Regions from separate parts of the Capra hircus genome. Here region 1 is linked to region 2. Evidence: chromatin contacts called from public Hi-C data. All regions are on one chromosome and are shown on one strand. The core of a region is the stretch at or near the end of the contact, and the rest is flanking DNA. Distances in the headings are between cores, read along the strand shown. Region 1 overlaps ARHGEF28 (rho guanine nucleotide exchange factor 28). Region 2 holds the start of ENC1 (ectoderm-neural cortex protein 1).

Region 1 (4,183 bases), core at 419-2,918, 780 kb after region 2:
CTTTGATGGAGAGGGGGTATCTGATGACAGGCCCCGGCCGCTATCCACAGTTCATGGTTGATATCTGAGGGTTGAGAAACGTCCGTCTTGAGGTCTACTTGATTTTCACTAGTCCTTGCCGAACCAGAATGAGATACGCCTGGGGGGTGAGCGGCATCCTGATGGATATCTGGTGGCGTCAGTTTGTTCAAAGGGTTAACTGACATCTGCACTAAAGCTTCATTGAAGAAGAATGAATTTTCATGACATAAAGTCTCAGACTGATTAAGTTCCATTACCTGTGCAAGAAAAAACACAATAATTTCTTTAGCAATTTGCACCAGTTTTATAACGTATTTATTCCTAATAGAATTTACCAATCAAGACTTTAATGAGTATGGTAGAGGATATTACCCTTGACTCCCTCCTCCCATCCTCTTTTAATAAGCCAGTACCAAAAACTTCAATTAACAAAACACAGCATATCTTAAAAGAAATACAAATCAAATGAAAACACCTGTGCAGTAGTGTTCACTGTCATGAAAAGTGTTTCTACTTTAAGGCAATAGCATTCTCACTTTCGCTAAATAAAAGTTGAAAACATTCATGTATATGTAAGGTATTTGCAACAAATATAATTTAGCCAACTAGAAAGGAAAATAAAATATAACACAGATCATTCTTATAAGCTGATCAACTTCTACAACTTTATATACTATCATTAAAAAGTATCTATGTGCACACAGTACAGAAAAGTAAACTCCGGGGACAAATGAAATTGTCAAGAGTGTCTCAAGAGGGTGCAAAATGAAAGGGAACTTTTCAAAAGGTTTTATTCTGACTAAACATTAAACTACTCACGTTAACTGCCACTGTTGAAAAATGGATTTTGAATTTACTAGGTCCTTGTGGCTCAACTGGTAAAGAATCTACCTGCAATGCAGGAGACCTGGGTTCAATCCCTGGGTTGGGAAGATTCCCTGGAGAAGGGAAAGGCTACCCTCTCCAGTATTCTGGCCTGGAGAATTCCAAGGATTACAGTCCATGGGGTTGCAAGGAGACTTTCACTTTAGGTCAAATTTACAAAAAAGAGAATAAGCTTGGAATAATAGGTAGTATGCTTGTTAAATTCAGTACCTGTGCACATTCCTAGCTAACGATCCACTGAAAGGTAAATCTCTACAGAACTCTGAAGACCAGAGCACATCTGTCTTCAGACATGAAACACACTCATGCCCAGGCAGACTCCAGGACAAAACTCGCCTCACTGGGACAATGCGATTCTGTATTGCTTCCCTTGGTACTGAGGGCATCTATCATGAGTACCATGAACCCATGATCCAGAAGTACCCAGACTTTTCAAATGTGCATATGTCAAGAGGCATGGGTATTGTCTCTGGAAGTTCCCAGCTCTTGCTCCCTACACACTGAGTAACTCTTGCGAGCTCTTACACGAGCAGCAAAAAGACAGACGTGCGTTCAAAGCCTCCCAAACCACCAGGACTGAAGCCGTCTTACTCTCTGCTTCTGCGAGCACAGGAGCCCCATACCTCCAGGGTTCCTGGAGAAAACGCGGCAGGAAGGCTGCTCTGCCGCCCGTGCTTCCAGTGGTGCAGCAGGCTCTGCTGGGCCCGCATCCTCTCCCGCTCCCTCTCCACCAGGCGCTGGCCCTCGCGCAGCCGCTCCAGGCTCTGCTGGTAGTCCTGGAGCTGCTGGTCCAGCTCGCCGCGGCTCCTGAGCAGCAGTTCCTCCTGCGCCCGGCACTCCCTCTCGCGCTCCTGCAGCCGGCTGGCCCGGGCCTCCTGCTCGCGCTGCTGCTGGTCGCACCTACGGAGCCAGCGGTGCTGGTCTTGCTGGAACTGGAGCTGCAACTTGTGGGTGTCGGCCAGCTCCTCCTGCTGCTTCTCCAGGCTGCGGGACTTCTGGTCCTGAAAGGGGCTGCCTCGGAATGCGGGGCCCGGGGCCAGGCTGTCCCGCTGTTGGAGAACCAGCCTGTGGATCTCAATGTGGCTATCCTGAATGGTCAAGGCGGCCTGTCAAAGCAGAGGGCAAGAAAGCAAAGGCGTCCATATTGTCCGCGCCGTGAGTTGGCAGCACCTCTACACATGAAAGTATGACCAAATGATTCTCTCTGAACACTTCTCTCCTTGCTGTAAGTTACCTCCCGAGACTGGCCTTGGCATTTCAGACAGGCTTGTCTGCATTTCCTTACTGGTACAGTCTGAGATGTATACACAAAAGAAATAAAGCCCAAAAGGAATATTCTCTCCCTCCTTTGGAAATGTGGTTTGTTGATGCTGTTGGATAATATTTAAGCAAGTGTTCTGAGTAAGAATTCAGTCCATAAATTCACAAGACTGCCTTTCTGTGCTATGCACATTATCTTTCTGAGGTCTTGACAGTCAATAATTCAGGAGAACTTAAGAATCTATATAAATCTGGAAGTACCTTTTGAGTCTCCAACCAGAAATTACTTAAGCTACATGACATACGTGAAGACATAAAAGTCAACCATTTGGAAGCTTTGCTAAGTATCTTTTTTTATCATAGCAGTTAATATCATATTTAGGAGATATATAATTGGTAAAGCTTGTCTCATTACTGTTGTTTCTTTGTATTATAGCAGGAAGGTCATGCACAAAACACTAAACTGAAATTCATCTGTTTTACAGAATGCTAAAAGGAGGCTGGAATGATTACGGGGACATAGATACTCTAAAACCTAGAGGAAATTACCAATCAAATTTTTTTTTTAAATTGTCTTTGAGTTATGGTATCTACCTATTAAAAGTTTGGCAGTATCACAGGAAATAACTACCAACTTTCGGAAGGATTCCACATAATAAAAACAAAACAAAAAAATGTGAATGCCCTTGGAAGCTTTTATTTTCAAAAGTTCCCATTGAAAGCACAAAGAAACAGAGAAGGGACAAATTGAAAATAGCCACAGACTGGGTATGTGTGTGTCCTGTGACTTGTTATAAGAAATTATTACCCTCCAAGGGATAAATTCTCATTTTGCTTTCCTAAAAATTTAAAAAGCTATCCATGTAACAGGTGCTGAGAAGATGGGGATATGACCATTAGTTCTTTAAGTCAGCAGTTTCCTATACTCTTGAAGATTAAAGAATTAAAGCATACTTTAAATTAGTATTTGTTTCGGAACAAGACTCAAAAATGTATTCAGTGAGGACTTTTGAAATGAAATGTTTCTAAATGTGAAAATCAATTAAAAATTGAAATTCACATGAATATTTGATTAATGTCTTTCAGTGGTTATTATAAAGAAAACAGTGATACCATTGAAAATAGGTCCTAATAACTCAGATCTTTAAATATGAAATAATAAGCCATTCAGGACTCTGCTGACCTGGCTAAAGCAAACTGTAGACTGTACATCACCAGCTAATTCTAACAATTCCTAAGGGCATCAGCAGAGTAAAACAAACAAACCAATAAATCCAATATTCTATATGCCAAAACTTCCATAGGCAATGGTAACTCTCAGGTAAGGATTACAATTAGACTAATTAAACACTAACATGAAGCATTTTTCATCTATGTAACATTTGGGATAAAACAACTCTCTTCTGTAGCATGGGGTGAAATCTGAAGATTGGATATTCATCTGCACATTTAAAGTTTATGTTTACATGTAAGACAGAGAACAGCACTTACTTTTCAAGCATAGGACAATTCCCAATTCACTCTCTTTCCCTTTTTAAAATTATACTGAACTATAGTTGGTTTACAATGTTGTATTAGCTTCTGCTGTGCAGCTAAGTACACACATACCAAGTCTCTCTCAACTTCTCTCTGCTGAAGTGTGTCCTTTCCTTTCTGTCTTGCCTCTACCTCATCTCTAACTCTATTCTTCTAACATAGAGATCAAATTTCATTTTCATCTGATTCAAAAATGCTATGTAAAAAACTTTAATCATGCATGAGAGATTCAGCTTCAAAGGAGATGGCTGTGCCATGAACAGAAATCTTTCAGAGCACATACCCTTAAGCCAGCTCAAAAGCTTTGGTTAAGAGGACACACTATAGAGTTTGGTATTTGCTTCAACCTAATGTTGCAAAAACTAGGTCATTTAGGTCACCCAGCTTTTCTGAACCTTGAATCCACAGAGGGCTGCACTTAAGGCTGAAAAGGACAGAACCTTGTGAGTTGTTTTCACCTGGCAAACAAGCTGGGACACTC
Region 2 (4,582 bases), core at 31-2,530:
GCAATAGAAACAGATGGCCTGTTCTTAGCTCAGCGGCTTCCTGTGGCAAAATCTCCAGCCAACCAAATGAACTGAGGACATGTGTTATTCCTAGGCAGGGTCATCTAGGTACAGGTCCCTGTAGATTTGGTAAGTAACTGAAATAAGAAGGAAATACTTCTCTTTAATGAGAAAAAGTGTATAATCTCTTACACAGAACACCCGCCCCCAACCCAGTCCCACCTTCCAGGGCAGATATTAACATTTGGTCTTCAGAACCAACCTGCTTGTTTTTGACCCGAAGTCCAGAAAGATAGAGCGCTAGGAGGAAGTGCCTCCAGAGGCTGCACTGATTACCTTCCCCCACACCTTGCCACAGGCTAAGAAAACATGTTTTTAAAAGACATCTGTGCAATACAACACGTTTACCTCTCTCGGCTTTTCAGCACCTATCTCCAATATCTGCGGCCCTTCTCTCTCTGGTCTTTGCTGATTTTTATCCACATCTTTAGGAACCAGGGGTGGGCTGGCAACGTACCCGGTCTCTTTACCTTGCAGCTGGTAGACCCCCTGCACGTGGGTCTGACCGGTAAGCGATCTGGCCTCTCTGGCTTTGTGGAGCAGTGTGGAGCCGCGACTCTGAATAATAAGTTAAAATATGAAGCAGACCTGTAAAGGCTCGTGCTGAAGCTGACGAGTTAATGCGAACAAAGGACTTCAGAGGGCACTGTCTTCCTTTGTTTGCAAGGAGCGAAATTTCTCAGCACGAATACCTGGAGGGACCGTGCTTAAAGGAAAGTGGGGTTAAAGGACCGAGAGGGCCTTGATTTCTAGTCTCTGGATTCGGGGGGCGCCAGGGGGAGCTTCCTCTGCTTGTTAAACCATTTCTGCCTCTAATATTTAAAAGAAAGCTGGGAAATGGGGATCTCCACTCTAGCTATAGGGCGAGGCCATTGCAAGTAGCCGTGTGCCCTCGAGCTGGACAATTCACTTCAGATCTCCCTGGACCTCAGATTCCCAATCCGTCAAAAAAAGAGGGCGGGGGGCTGGACTGGTAATCTCTACAGTTCATTCATATAAAAAGAAAACCAGGCATTTCAGCTCCCCGTGGAAAGACAAGCCCTTGGTACAAAGATCAAAAATGGGTTTCATAAATAGTGATTGCCGTTCGAGATTTTCTAATCACTTTTCCTTTTCGTGGCACGCGGCGCTTCAAACGTGTATGAGCTGAACCATTTCTCTGCTGAACTCCTACCCAACACAACCTAGCGATAAAAGATAGGAAAGGGCCAGGTCTGAGGGGGCGATTAAACGTTTATCACTACAGAGAGGTGGCGGCGTGGCCACTCCTTGGAGCAGTTGGTTTTGAATCAAGCGGCCACAGCGATTGGCTGCAAAGCACGTGGTGCGCGCTCCGCCGGACAGCGCCCGGCTGCTGCTGCCTAGGGCGGCGTGGGGCAGATTCCGGCCGCGGGTGCCGCACCCGCGGGGAGGGTGCGGGAGGACGTGGGGGCAGGAAGCGCCCGGGGCGCGAGTCTTTCCGGTCCCCTGCCCTACAGAGAAGCCATACAGCCCGGCTTTGCCCAACCTGCGGAGTGCCTACAGTGTCCAAAATTGTGTCCATACCTCGCCACTGTCCTCTTTCCAGGTATCTCGCCCAGCGGGCAGGCTGTGTGCGCCCAGGGCGCGAACCACTAACACCCGTCTCGCCTCTTGTCTCTCTTTGCTGAGCCTCACGTCGGCTCCCGCAACGCGGAGCACACACCTGGGGGGCCGCGCTGTCCCCAACCACCCCAGAAGGATCCCTCAGCACCGGACTCTGCTCAAGACACAGCGACCCAGGAAAACTTGTTTTACTCGCGATTCCCGAAGGTTGCAGCTGCTCGTGGCTGAGATTTCGCATCCTCTTTGTCTCTCTCTCTACTTGCCACAGCCCCCTCCCCCGCTTCCTCTCTCGATTAACTCCCCCGACACGCTCTCCTCCCCTTCCTCCTCCTCCTCCTCCGCCGGCCGCTTTCACGCGCTTCCTCCCTCCCTCCCCTGGTGTCACTTTTTGCCTACGCGCCCTCTCCCCTCCCCTCCCCTCCCCTTCTCGCCGCTTATAGCCGGGCGCTGGGCTGCCGGGCGCAGACTGCTCGGGCAGCCGGAGAGGAGGCGGCGCGGCTGAGGCGCTGCAGAGGCCGAGTGGAGACGCCAGGCGGCCGCCGGCGCGCACAGCTCTTTCCAGCTCCCTCCCCCGAGCGTTCAGCCCGCCTCCTTCCGCGGCGCCTGCGGCCGCTGGCTCCCTCTTCCCTCCCGAGCGCCCTCCGGGAGCTGCTCCGCGGGTGGCAGGCACAGAGTCCGTGACCTGGCAATCGTGAGACCGCGGCGATCAGCCCGCGGTGACCAGCCAGCGAGCCGGAGCCCCATGCGCGCTCCTTTCGCCGGGGCAGTCGCTGTTGCTCCCTGGGGCTGAGACGCCTGATCCGTCGCCTCCCCGCCGGGTTACCGAGGCCAGACCCAACTAACTGGTTGTGCACTGTGGCCGGCCGCCACTGCTGTAAGTCTCCGCCACCGCCGCGGACCTGTTGCGGGCGCCGTGGGTGTCAGGGTCTGCGTGTGTGTGTGTGTGTGTGTGCGCGCGCGCACCGCGGAGCCTGGCGCTCCGACCTAGGTGGCGGTGGGGCACTGTTCTCGGGCGGAGACCCCGGCCGCCGCTGCGCTCCTCTGGCAAGCAGAGCCGGGCACTGCCCGAGGGGCCTTCTCTGAGCCGCTGGGGAGAGAGGAGCTCAGCCAGGATACGATCGACACCCCCCCGCGCCCCGCCGCCCCACTCCCCTCCGCGGGAAGGGCTATGCCTAGCGCGCGGGATTGTTTGTTCCCCTTGCACCCTACGCGGCACCGGAGTCACGCACAGACACCCCTAGTAAGGGCATGTTCACTGCGGCCAGATGTCTGTGGGGAATGAATGAAAACTGCTTTCTAAAAAATTAGTTTTTTTGTCATTCAAGTTGTTTAGCCTTAACATGGTTAGTTTCGAAGGATAGGAATCGGTAGGCGGGGTGGAGATGAACCACTGAACTTGGCGTATATCTGGTGTCGCCCACACGGGCATGTGTTAAAGAGCGTTACAAGCGCTATAGAGGACTCTATGGTAAAATGCTTTTCTTGTTAACAGTCTCTTTACAGTGTTGTTCCTTTGTTATCAATAATGTAAATTGCCTGAGAAAATCTGCCCAGTTTCTCCTTCGATGGCCTGGAGATCAGGTTCAAAACTTAAAGAAATGTGACGCGCTGCTAAGTATTGGAGGCTGAGATCCTGGTTAAAGAGCATTAAGTGAACTGAAGTTACTGTAGCCAGAATTCCTTTTGAAGTTCACTGGTAATAGCAGCCCTTTTCGCCTTTGTAGAGGCAGGTTAAGTATATGTGTGCGTTTTTTGGCCACTTACTTGGCATGCAAATATTATTTCTCTGGGGGCTTAAAAAATGCCAAAAGGATGATTCATTCTGTGTTGAAGGTGTGTTTAGAGTCTGTGTACATGGTTTCTGCTGATGTTTTCATGTTTGCATACTTTTAAACCAAAAGACAAGTTGTCTCCCTTGGGTCTTCAAGTGTACCTTTTAATCAAATATTCCTGCAAGATTGTTGGATTTTGACTGTGACACACTTCTCCATCTGGGTGGCATCCAAGATGACAGGCTAGGCTCTTCTGCTGGCTTTTGAACCTACTTGGGAAATCCAGGAGCATAAACACAGGCTGTAAAGAGATGCAGATCCTATATCCCAGTCTTCTAAACTGTTATGTTAAGTATAAGCCTGGCTGTGAGTGTTGTTTTACACTGCTCAGGGAAATGCCTTCTGGGCCTGGTGGGTGTGATTCCAGTTCAATCTGCAGGCACTTTGGTGCTTCTGTACCTTGTGCAAGAGCCTCATTCTTCTGTCAGCTGCATTCACTCTCAGCCAGAAAGAAGGCAGCTTTTTTTTTTTTTAATTGAAATACAGTTGATTTACAATGTTGTTAGTTTCAGGTTTACAGCAAAGTATTCAGAATACACACAGGTTTATGAATTCTTTTCCATTATAGGCTATTGCAGGACATTGAGTATATATGCTGTACGGTAGGTCCTATACTATACAGGAGGTCCTTGTTGGCTGTCTATTGTATATATAGTAGTGTGCATATTTTAATCCCAAACTCCTAATTTATTCCTCCTTTCCCCCTTGGTAACCATAAGTTTGTTTTCTATGTGTGTGTCTATTTCTGTTTTGTAAATAAGTTCATTTCTATCTTTTTTAAAAAAGGTTTTCCATTTGCGCAATATCATATGACGTTTGTCTTTATCTGACTTACTTTGTGTGATAATCTCTAGGTCCATCCAAGGGAGGCAGGTTTTGAGATTGCTTTGGAAGCATTCGTTAAAAAAAACATTAGAAAGCATAGCTACTCATTTGGAATTCTTGCAAGTTTCTATATAAGGCATAAGAGTATTTATACCATTTTTTGAGGTTTAGGCTAAAACTCTTCTTCAAAGTGCTGAAGACTGAATGTGCTCATGCTCATGTGACTACAGCAGTTGAACAGCAGGGATGCTAATTCAGGTTTTGAACACATTGGAGAACCT

Evidence for each region. Hi-C and Micro-C count contacts between places; a contact is called where the count stands out from the background.
Region 1: a contact with region 2 is called in a Hi-C map of liver, with 7 times the contacts expected there. The contact joins the enhancer-like site here to the promoter of ENC1 in region 2. A contact is called at or near these places in 2 of 5 Hi-C or Micro-C datasets (blood and liver).

The regions. Positions count from the first base shown.
Region 1 is chr20:7,749,548-7,753,730 of ARS1.2, forward strand. It overlaps ARHGEF28 (rho guanine nucleotide exchange factor 28), which reads right to left. Exons shown (of 34, transcript XM_018065570.1): 32 at 1,530-2,012; 33 at 1-278. Among named protein-coding and RNA genes, the nearest start is that of TRNAR-UCG, 250 kb to the left of the region's middle. Within about 2 kb of position 1,669, at least 1 of the 5 cell types and tissues checked has an H3K27ac peak or open chromatin away from gene starts, as enhancers often do.
Region 2 is chr20:6,968,123-6,972,704 of ARS1.2, forward strand. It overlaps ENC1 (ectoderm-neural cortex protein 1), which reads left to right and starts at 1,281. Exons shown (of 3, transcript XM_005694551.3): 1 at 1,281-1,627.